Regions from separate parts of the Mus musculus genome. Here regions 1 and 3 are each linked to region 2. A link is a contact called in public Hi-C data. All regions are on one chromosome and are shown on one strand. Each heading gives the region's core, a stretch centred on a gene start, on an enhancer-like site or on the middle of the called end of the contact. The rest is flanking DNA. Distances are from core to core; before and after follow the strand shown.

What was found. Hi-C and Micro-C count contacts between places; a contact is called where the count stands out from the background.
Region 1: a contact with region 2 is called in a Hi-C map of cortical neurons, with 2.5 times the contacts expected there. The contact joins two enhancer-like sites. A contact is called at or near these places in 1 of 484 Hi-C or Micro-C datasets (cortical neurons) and 1 of 9 other capture datasets (adipose tissue).
Region 3: a contact with region 2 is called in a Hi-C map of cerebral cortex, with 4 times the contacts expected there. The contact joins two enhancer-like sites. A contact is called at or near these places in 1 of 15 datasets of contacts at CTCF or cohesin (large pre-B cells), 8 of 484 Hi-C or Micro-C datasets (the G1E-ER4 cell line, the HL-1 cell line, cerebral cortex and 3 more) and 3 of 115 datasets of contacts at active chromatin or transcription factors (bone marrow-derived macrophages, large pre-B cells and memory CD8 T cells).

Annotation. Positions count from the first base shown.
Region 1 is chr1:52,463,955-52,466,654 of GRCm38.p6, forward strand. It overlaps Nab1 (Ngfi-A binding protein 1), which reads right to left. Exons shown (of 8, transcript NM_008667.3): 6 at 831-993. Among named protein-coding and RNA genes, the nearest start is that of Gm23460, 21 kb to the left of the region's middle. Within about 2 kb of position 1,392, at least 14 of the 459 cell types and tissues checked have an H3K27ac peak or open chromatin away from gene starts, as enhancers often do. A contact at or near this core is called in cortical neurons, where this site is marked.
Region 2 is chr1:52,798,207-52,800,906 of GRCm38.p6, forward strand. Inpp1 (inositol polyphosphate-1-phosphatase) reads right to left here. Exons shown (of 6, transcript NM_008384.2): 2 at 1,079-1,330. The coding sequence starts at 1,282. Among named protein-coding and RNA genes, the nearest start is that of Inpp1, 18 kb to the right of the region's middle. Within about 2 kb of position 1,370, at least 252 of the 459 cell types and tissues checked have an H3K27ac peak or open chromatin away from gene starts, as enhancers often do. A contact at or near this core is called in cortical neurons, where this site is marked.
Region 3 is chr1:52,293,364-52,296,063 of GRCm38.p6, forward strand. No RefSeq gene overlaps it. Among named protein-coding and RNA genes, the nearest start is that of Gm31955, 11 kb to the right of the region's middle. Within about 2 kb of position 1,323, at least 28 of the 459 cell types and tissues checked have an H3K27ac peak or open chromatin away from gene starts, as enhancers often do.

The sequences.
Region 1 (2,700 bases), core at 142-2,641, 330 kb before region 2:
TGAACTTAAATCATGTTTTAAAAGATGGACTCTTACTTGGTGAAAGAAATTATTAACAATACTAAGCACTTACTAGAAAGTAAATAATACATAAAATAAGACAATATCCTTCAGTATACTATTTACTGATATTGAAGCTAAGGACCGATTTACAGGGCTACACACCATTCCTCGCTACTTGAAGCTAAGCTGTGCATAAGCAAGGATGTCTTTTGCACTGCTCTGCCTTCTGGCCTTGGAGGCCTGCCTGGCATATAGAAAACACTTCAAAAAACCTTTTCAATGAGTGGATGACAATGACATGGGGTTTTCTTCATACTGAAGACAGGAGAAAAGCCAAAAACATTTTTTTTTTCAGAGTAGTAAAAACACTCATGACTCAGCTTTCTAACACAGACTTGTGTTAGGAAACAAATATACATTTTAGACAAATTGATTTTTGAAATTTAAAGAACGATGTTTCTGTCGTTTGGAAAAGGTGAGGGTGTACTTCAGTGGAAGGCCCTGGGTTCAATCCTAGCACCACAAGGAAACAGGTGCTATCAGCAAAGCAGCATCTTTGACGGAATCTGTTTCTTAGGGGAAATGGGCTGTATTCGCACATCCCTGTCCTGACCAAGCCTCTACACATGCGCAAGCTACAGTACAGGAATAATAAAACGTAAGGACTTTTAGAAATTAAAATATACAGGATGCAGGATGACCACTTTCCTCTGAAAAGGGACTAGTGAAAATGGATTTCTGCAGATATGATCCCTTCAAGACATAAAGGAATCCATTCTCCCCACTTCTCTTTGAGAGGCAAGTGGCCAGTCACTGCAGAGGCTCACCTTGTCCATCAGAGCTATCAGAAGGCAGGCCGCCATCAGGGCTCTGCTCGCCGGAGCTCTGCCTGTAGAGCCCGGCCGTGAGTCTCCTCTCCTGCTGCAGCCTCTCATACCCGGCCTGGGCACACAGGAGCTCCATCTGCTTCGCCATCCCCTTTTCAGCCTGCTAGTGAGTAAAGCAAAGATAAAAGCAATAACTAAAGCATTCTAGATTTCTTCATGGCCTGATGCTGCTAATTTGAGACACCAGCGAATGCATTTAGTATTTATTAAAAGGAGCTCACACTTCCTGTGGATGTATATCTGCCTCCATAACTATGAATGCATGCTTGTGTCATGTAAGACACCAGGTTTGTTCAAAAGGTTTCCTTTCAGTCCCATAAAGAGAACTCTATGTAAACTCAAAGCCAATGTAAGCTTCACTTTGTTTCCCAAGGTTCTGAGTCCTTTAAAGGATTTCCCCTTCTTTCTAAAATAGAAAAAAAGAAAAGAAATCAAGAAAGAAAGAAGATGGAAAAAAAGAGCCTAAGAGCAGCAGCAACATCTGCTGTCAACTGCTTTGAGCACAGGGTGAAATCCTGGCATCTTATTTTAGGATTTGGCGCTACCCAGATTCTGCTATGATGACAGCCTGCTTGGAGGAGAAAAGGTGTAAAATGCTTGTCTAGAAGAACAAGACAAACACACCTCCCACCAAAATTAAACAATGCAAATTATGCAGAGAGGCATCCCTGCCAGCAAGGATCTCTGCCTCCATCCCAGAGTGAAGCAGCATTTCCAAACCACGCATAGATGGACATGTTTGAAACAGAAGGCTGCTGTGTGACATATGAGGTCACCTCTGCACGTGTTTTAGAGGCTCCTTTTCTGTGTTCTGCTTTAAATTACTTGCATGTGATATTCAAAGCAGTGTGTCTATATGACATTTGCCAATGAAGTAATAGTCAAAATGCAGATATGATTCATTATCATGTTATATAAAAGTACTATAAGAATGCCACTATGTAAAATTGGTTACAAAAGTCATGATTCACAATTTTAAAAATCAATAGATGGAACACATAATGGATTAAAAAACAGAAGAAATACCCTTATTACTTTTCTAGACATGTACAAACCAGATCAAAGGTAACAACTTCATTTTGGCAAGTTAACTGGGGACATTTCAACAGGCCATTCTGGGAGGGAAACATAGTAGCAAGGTTTGGCAATACTAAACGGGCCTGCAAACAGGTCTGCAGTTCTGTCTAAAAGGGACATTCACACACGGACTTTGGAAATGTCCACTTCTGAGCACATACATAGTTAAAAATTGACTAAGATTTTGGGGTAGGAGGATAGCTATTGTAGCACACAGTACTGGCTGTAGAAGCCTGAGAAACCAAATTCAAATCCCAGCACCCACATGAAGAACTGAGCTGGGAGGTATGCGCCATGACTCCAGCATGAAGAACTGAGCTGGGAGGTATGCGCCATGACTCCAGTAGTGGGGAGCAGATCCAGCTGGGTTCCTGGGGCTCTGCAGCCAGCTAGAAGAACAAATAAGAACAAGGCTAACAAGAGCCCTGTCTCAAAAAAATCAAGGTGGGTGGACCCTGAGGAACCACACCCAAGGCTTCCGTCTGGCCTCTATAAACAGGTGCACACATGAGTACACCTACCAGCACCCTTGTGCACCCACACAAGCATGCACCCCCTGACATATACACAGAAATTAATAAAATTATCCAAAGCTACACACTAATTTAACAATTGTTCAGTAATGCTTTAAATGGGGTAAGAGTAGCAATGTTGACGATATGTTATTGAGATCTTGTGCTATTTTACCTAAGAGTTGTACCAAAATGGCTGTTTTCCCTGATACTCAAAGAAT
Region 2 (2,700 bases), core at 120-2,619:
TCCAGTCCAGTTGCCCAACCCGCCTTTGTATCCAAGGGTCTCCACTGGTAACAACAGAAAACAAGCTTCCTTCATTTAGCTCACCAAAGCCAGGTAGTAAAGGGCATGAAAAAATATATAGTCTATGGAGATTTTGTATAATTCATGTATTCTCTTCTCACACTGGTGGTCAAGATTTTACTGAATTCTACAGTAGTCCTCAGGTTTAAAAAGTTCAATAAAGATATTGAAGTGTTTTATATTATTTTCTATCATAAAGTTCCATCCTCCCAAATTTAAAAAAAAAAAAAAGAAGGTGGGGCGAGTTATATAAAAGACGACAGAATGCCCAGTGACACAGACTTAGAAACCATTTCCTATGTTGAAGAACTCAAGCTGTCATGCTGGGCAGCGTCAATTCAGGCAACTTACTCCAGCTCTCTGTGACAGCTTCATCCCAGTAGAACAATGGCTCTAACCTTACAGAATTCTTATAGGGGTAACAAAGTCAAGTCCATGCAGCCTCAGTGAGCACTGCTTGCTGGTGTTACTGCTACGACTCAAGAAGCCTGGCTTTTTCTAGCCATTTCCACACATAGAATCACAATCAGTGTTTGTCATGACCATATTTTTATAGTAGAATAAAGGGAGAGTTCGCCTAATTCCAAGCCCATAACCAAAGCAAAACATTAGATAAATGGTTTAGCTGAGAAGCCAAACACTGCTCTGAAATAAGTGGGTCAGAGCGTGGACACACAGAAGGAAGCGTCAGTGGCCCTCGGGAGCATGTAGCTCAGTGTGCTCTGGTGCAGAGAGCATATATTATTTATTAACAAGAAACCCATCAATAAGTAAGAGGGTCAATACCATATACTCAGGTTAGGAATCTGAGCACTCTCATCCTGTTTGCTTTTCTATACTTCAATGATTTCCTGCAAAGACCATTTTAATACTGTAATAAAAATAAGGCAAGGCTGCAAGGTGTTTGTTTGGACCTAAGAGAACATAAGAGTCAGTAAAAGGCCTGCTGTTTATTCTGAGGGAACCAGAGGAAGCACGGAGGCAGGTGTCCTGCAGCCACCGTGGCCTGACCTCTTACCTTGTTTTCCATGTTCTGTTTTATAACTTCCTGCACCAGCACATCCGCCAGGGTCTTGAAATCTGCAGCAAACTTCTTGTTCTTCTCTGCACCTTTCTTCTCCTCAATGAGCAGCTGGAAGAGGGTCTCCTGCTGCCTGCACGCCCTGGCGATGTTAGCAGCCTTCTCGGAGACACAGAGCAGCTCCAGGAGGATGTCTGACATTTCTAAAGCCTGCTTCTTTCTCAGCCTCACCCACCCTCTGGCTCACAGCTGCAAGAACACAAGAATATGAAAGAGAAAGCAGTTCAGGGATGATGTCAGGGCGTCTCTCCCACTAACACATAGCTGGCAGCAACCTGTCAGGGAAGCTGACCTGCTAGTGAGTCACCGCACATTTTCAGCGTGCAAGACTGCAGTTACAATCTAAAGATTGAAACAAACGTATTTCTCAAAAGTCTTGTAAACCAATTACACTCTTAAAGAAACTGAATGTTCAGTGAAAGAAAAAGAAAAAGCCTTGAATTAGAATTTATGTTACAGGGCCATAGCAAGACAGAGTGTCACGACGTCCGAGGAAAGGCAGATTGCTACAAGGTCCTTAATCATGACACAGCTTTATCTCAATTACATTGACGTAATTCTCTTCTCTGTGAGAATGGTGAGGGATGACAATCATGCTGCCAGATCCATGTGCTAAGTGGATGAGCAGCAGGCATTGTGTCTTCCAGACTCTGAGGCCGGTCTTGGGCAAGCACTATAAAGCAGCTCACAGCCAACTCCACTCAAACATTCCAGGGACATATTCCATCTGCCACCAAGTAGCAGCCTACACACCAAAGCAAGGGGACTTACACCTTGTTGGACTTGAGAAGTTCTGTCTTCTAAGAACCATGTAGTATGCCTACATCATTATTTCTATTCTTTATTTCTTCTCTCTCTCTCTCTCTCCCTCTCTCTCTCTCTCTCTCTTTCTTTCTTTCTTTCTAGACCTGGCTGTCCTGGAACTCATTCTGTAGACCAGGGTAGCCTGGAACTCAAAAGATTCGTCTGCGTCTGCCTCCCAAATGCTAGGGCTAAAGGTGTGTGCACCACACCTGGCTCCTATCTACTGGTGCTGCCTCAAAATGCTTCTGTGGTCCTCTTCCTGTTCAAAGCCTGAGTCGTTCTGCTTCCTCTGTCGTGAGATTACCCTGCCCTGTGTGACATACAGTTTGGAAACGGAAGCTTAGAGGGTTGAGCAACTTCTAAAAAAGGTTACACAAGACTAAAACATGGGGCTCAGAACTGCCCCCACACACCCCACATCAGGTTTCTTTATTATCACAACAGTTTCCTCTATGAAAAGAAGCTTGAGGCTGGGAACCACTCAGCTGTGAAAACACTGATGTGGGGGTGTGGCAAACTGTTAGAGCCTGCTTGTCTTAAGTCTGTTCAAAAAACAATTTTTTTTTCTTCCTGAGGAAATATGTTCCTCAACAGAAATAAAGGAAAGATGACCAACACGGAGAGATGTCCCTTGTCACAACTGCAGTTGCTTTACTGCCAGTGGTCGTCTCTGGAAGGCAGTAGTAGACAGGTGCTAACTCCCTGACACTGGAAACACACAGGCTTCCAGGGAGCTGCTGTCATAACTGTACCAA
Region 3 (2,700 bases), core at 73-2,572, 500 kb before region 2:
AAATCCTTTAAAGACTGGCCAACCTAGTCCTCTGTTGTGACAAGGAAGAGTGGGGCCCAAGAGGTCTTTACCATGTGCCTAGCACTCAGACTCATGTCCTGTGCTTGATTCTTCCTCCAGAGAGTGTTTCCATGGAAACACTGGAATTTATGTAGATGGTCTTAATCTAACTCCTCAGTGACTTTGTACATGTGGAAAGCAGCCAGATCTCATGGGTGGATCATTAAACTAGAATTCTTTTCTAAGCACGCCAGTACCTTAAAGTGTGACCTTGACTTAAGACAGGCCATCCACCTGTTGAAAGAAATGACCCCAGGGATATGGGCCTGCTGCCTCCATTAAAGGCCGGCTCTTCAAAAACATGCAGAGCTAATCAATCCCTTCTGGTTTCTTCATGCCGAAAGGGACTGTTAGGAGAATTATAAAGATAATATCTACAAAGGACTTTGAGCTCATTCAATAAAAAAATGTGTTTATATGGCCTGAGGCGCTCTGGTAGACAGACTTTATGTATTAATCGTTGTGTCTAGAGGTACACACAGGTGTGGATTCAGAGGCCCAGAGCTAAAATATTTAACTCAGTCCTGTCCTTCAACACCTTTGGAGACATGGGGTGGTGGTGGGGGGGGGGTTCACCATAGTGCAAGACCTTGAGCTGTGTCTGAGTTTATGTGAACCATGTGTACAGGAGCCCTCCAAGGCCAGAAAAGGTGTAAAGCTAATTTGAATGACTGACATGATTCATCTTTCAGTGGAATGACAGTCAGTCAATGTGAGTTTGAGGGGTATTTCTTGCTACCCCAAAGTACTGTGTCATTCATGTGAAGGGCTCTACATTTCATGTTGTATTGTAAGATATAATTTGGGTTCTAACAGCTTCTTCTTGACACCAGTATTTAACCAAGACAAAGTCATCAAAATGATATAAATGTGATAATCACATCTATTTCTTGGAAAAAATTTTTAAAGAAAATGTGATTAAAGCACTATAATAGTGTGCGTGGATATCGAAAATGTGATCAAATCTCCACAATGGGGATGTTCATGGATGCTGAAGGAGGAAAGATCACACCCACATTTCTTATACGATTCAAACATGAGGTCGATATATAAAAGGGATTTCTAATTGAGGAAAGGATAAAAATGGTGGATATTGCAAAGTGTTAACTTTCAATAGAGGTGACAGTGAACAAAGCTGTGGAAGAGAAAAGAACCAAGTATCAGGAAGCCGTAAAAATAATGATTGGAGTCGGACAATAACAGATCAAGAAACTGGAACCTGATGAAAAAACCCACAGGGAGCTATAAAAGAGGCATTTGAAACAGGAAGTGATGTGGGAAGGGAAGATAATTTTAGCCTGCTTACAGGAGGTAGCAGCTGTGGGTGTGAAGAGAACAGATTAATTTTAAATGTGTCCCAGAAGTAAGATTTTTTTTTTTTTAGAGTGTGGGAACAATGATGAGGGGAACCCAGTTGAGAGCTGTACCAAGCAGGAGTCCAAACAGAGTATTGTTTCCATTTTTGGACACTGGGCACACAGAAACTTTGATTAACTAGGTCATTCAAGACACCAGGGCCAAGGAACAATATGCTAATGGTGAGTCTATAGATAGAGTAAGGGTATCTATAGATATAGAGATATTGGCAGCTCTGCTTAGATATCTGCAGGTCTACTATAAGGAAGAAAAGGATAACACCTGCCTGAACATGTTCAGAAGAAAGCAACAGACCAAGACAAGTTAGAGTAAATGTTGCTCAACAGTTATGCATGCCTGGTATCAAAATAGGCGTGGGTAAAGCCATATTCTGCACACATTTGAGTGGATAATGTTTAATAACTGGGCTTATTTGACACTCTTGTACAAATCCCTCTCCAATTAGAGGGGCATGTGACTTGTTGATATGAACTTGAGTCTTTACACATATGATGCTACATTCTCCATCTCTTATTTGAAGGCTACTTATCATCAGTTAACACTACCTACCAAGAGGAAAAGTAACCAGATATACTTGTGACCACCATTTGTCATAATAAATTAACTGGTATGTTAAACATCATCTAAGAGTTTTGATTTTTCTTAATTAGTTATTTATTTTGGGATCATTAGCAAGAGCCTCTGAAGGCCTTTCTTCTTGTTAATTACCCTGTGACATAAATTAAAGTCCAAAGGACCAAGAGATAACTCAGTGGTTAAGAGCACTTACTGCTCTTGCAGAGGACCCAAGTTTGGTTCTTAGTACCCACGTTGGACAGTTCACAATTGCCTGTAACTCATTCCATGGGATCTGACAGCATTTGCTGGACTCTGTGGGCCCAAACACTGACATATACACCCCCTTACATATTCCTAATTAAAAATAAGTTAATGTCTAAGTGGAGACTAATGAGTATTCAAACTGAGGAGCATGGGGAGGGTTTGACAATAGATCTATAAGACAAATAGTTTACCAATAGCGAACAGCATAGTCCCATCTCTTAGATAAAGAGATCTCTTAGGTTATAAAATTATACATATAAAATTAGGTCCAAAGGTCTGTGAAGTGGCTCAATGTGTAAAGGTGCTTGCTGCTGGGCCTGAGAACCCAAGATCTATTCCCAGTACCCACATGGTAGAAGAAGAGAACCAATCACTGAAAATTGCTCTCTGACCTCCATAGACATATTGGGACATGCACAACTCAACACTCACATGGGCACA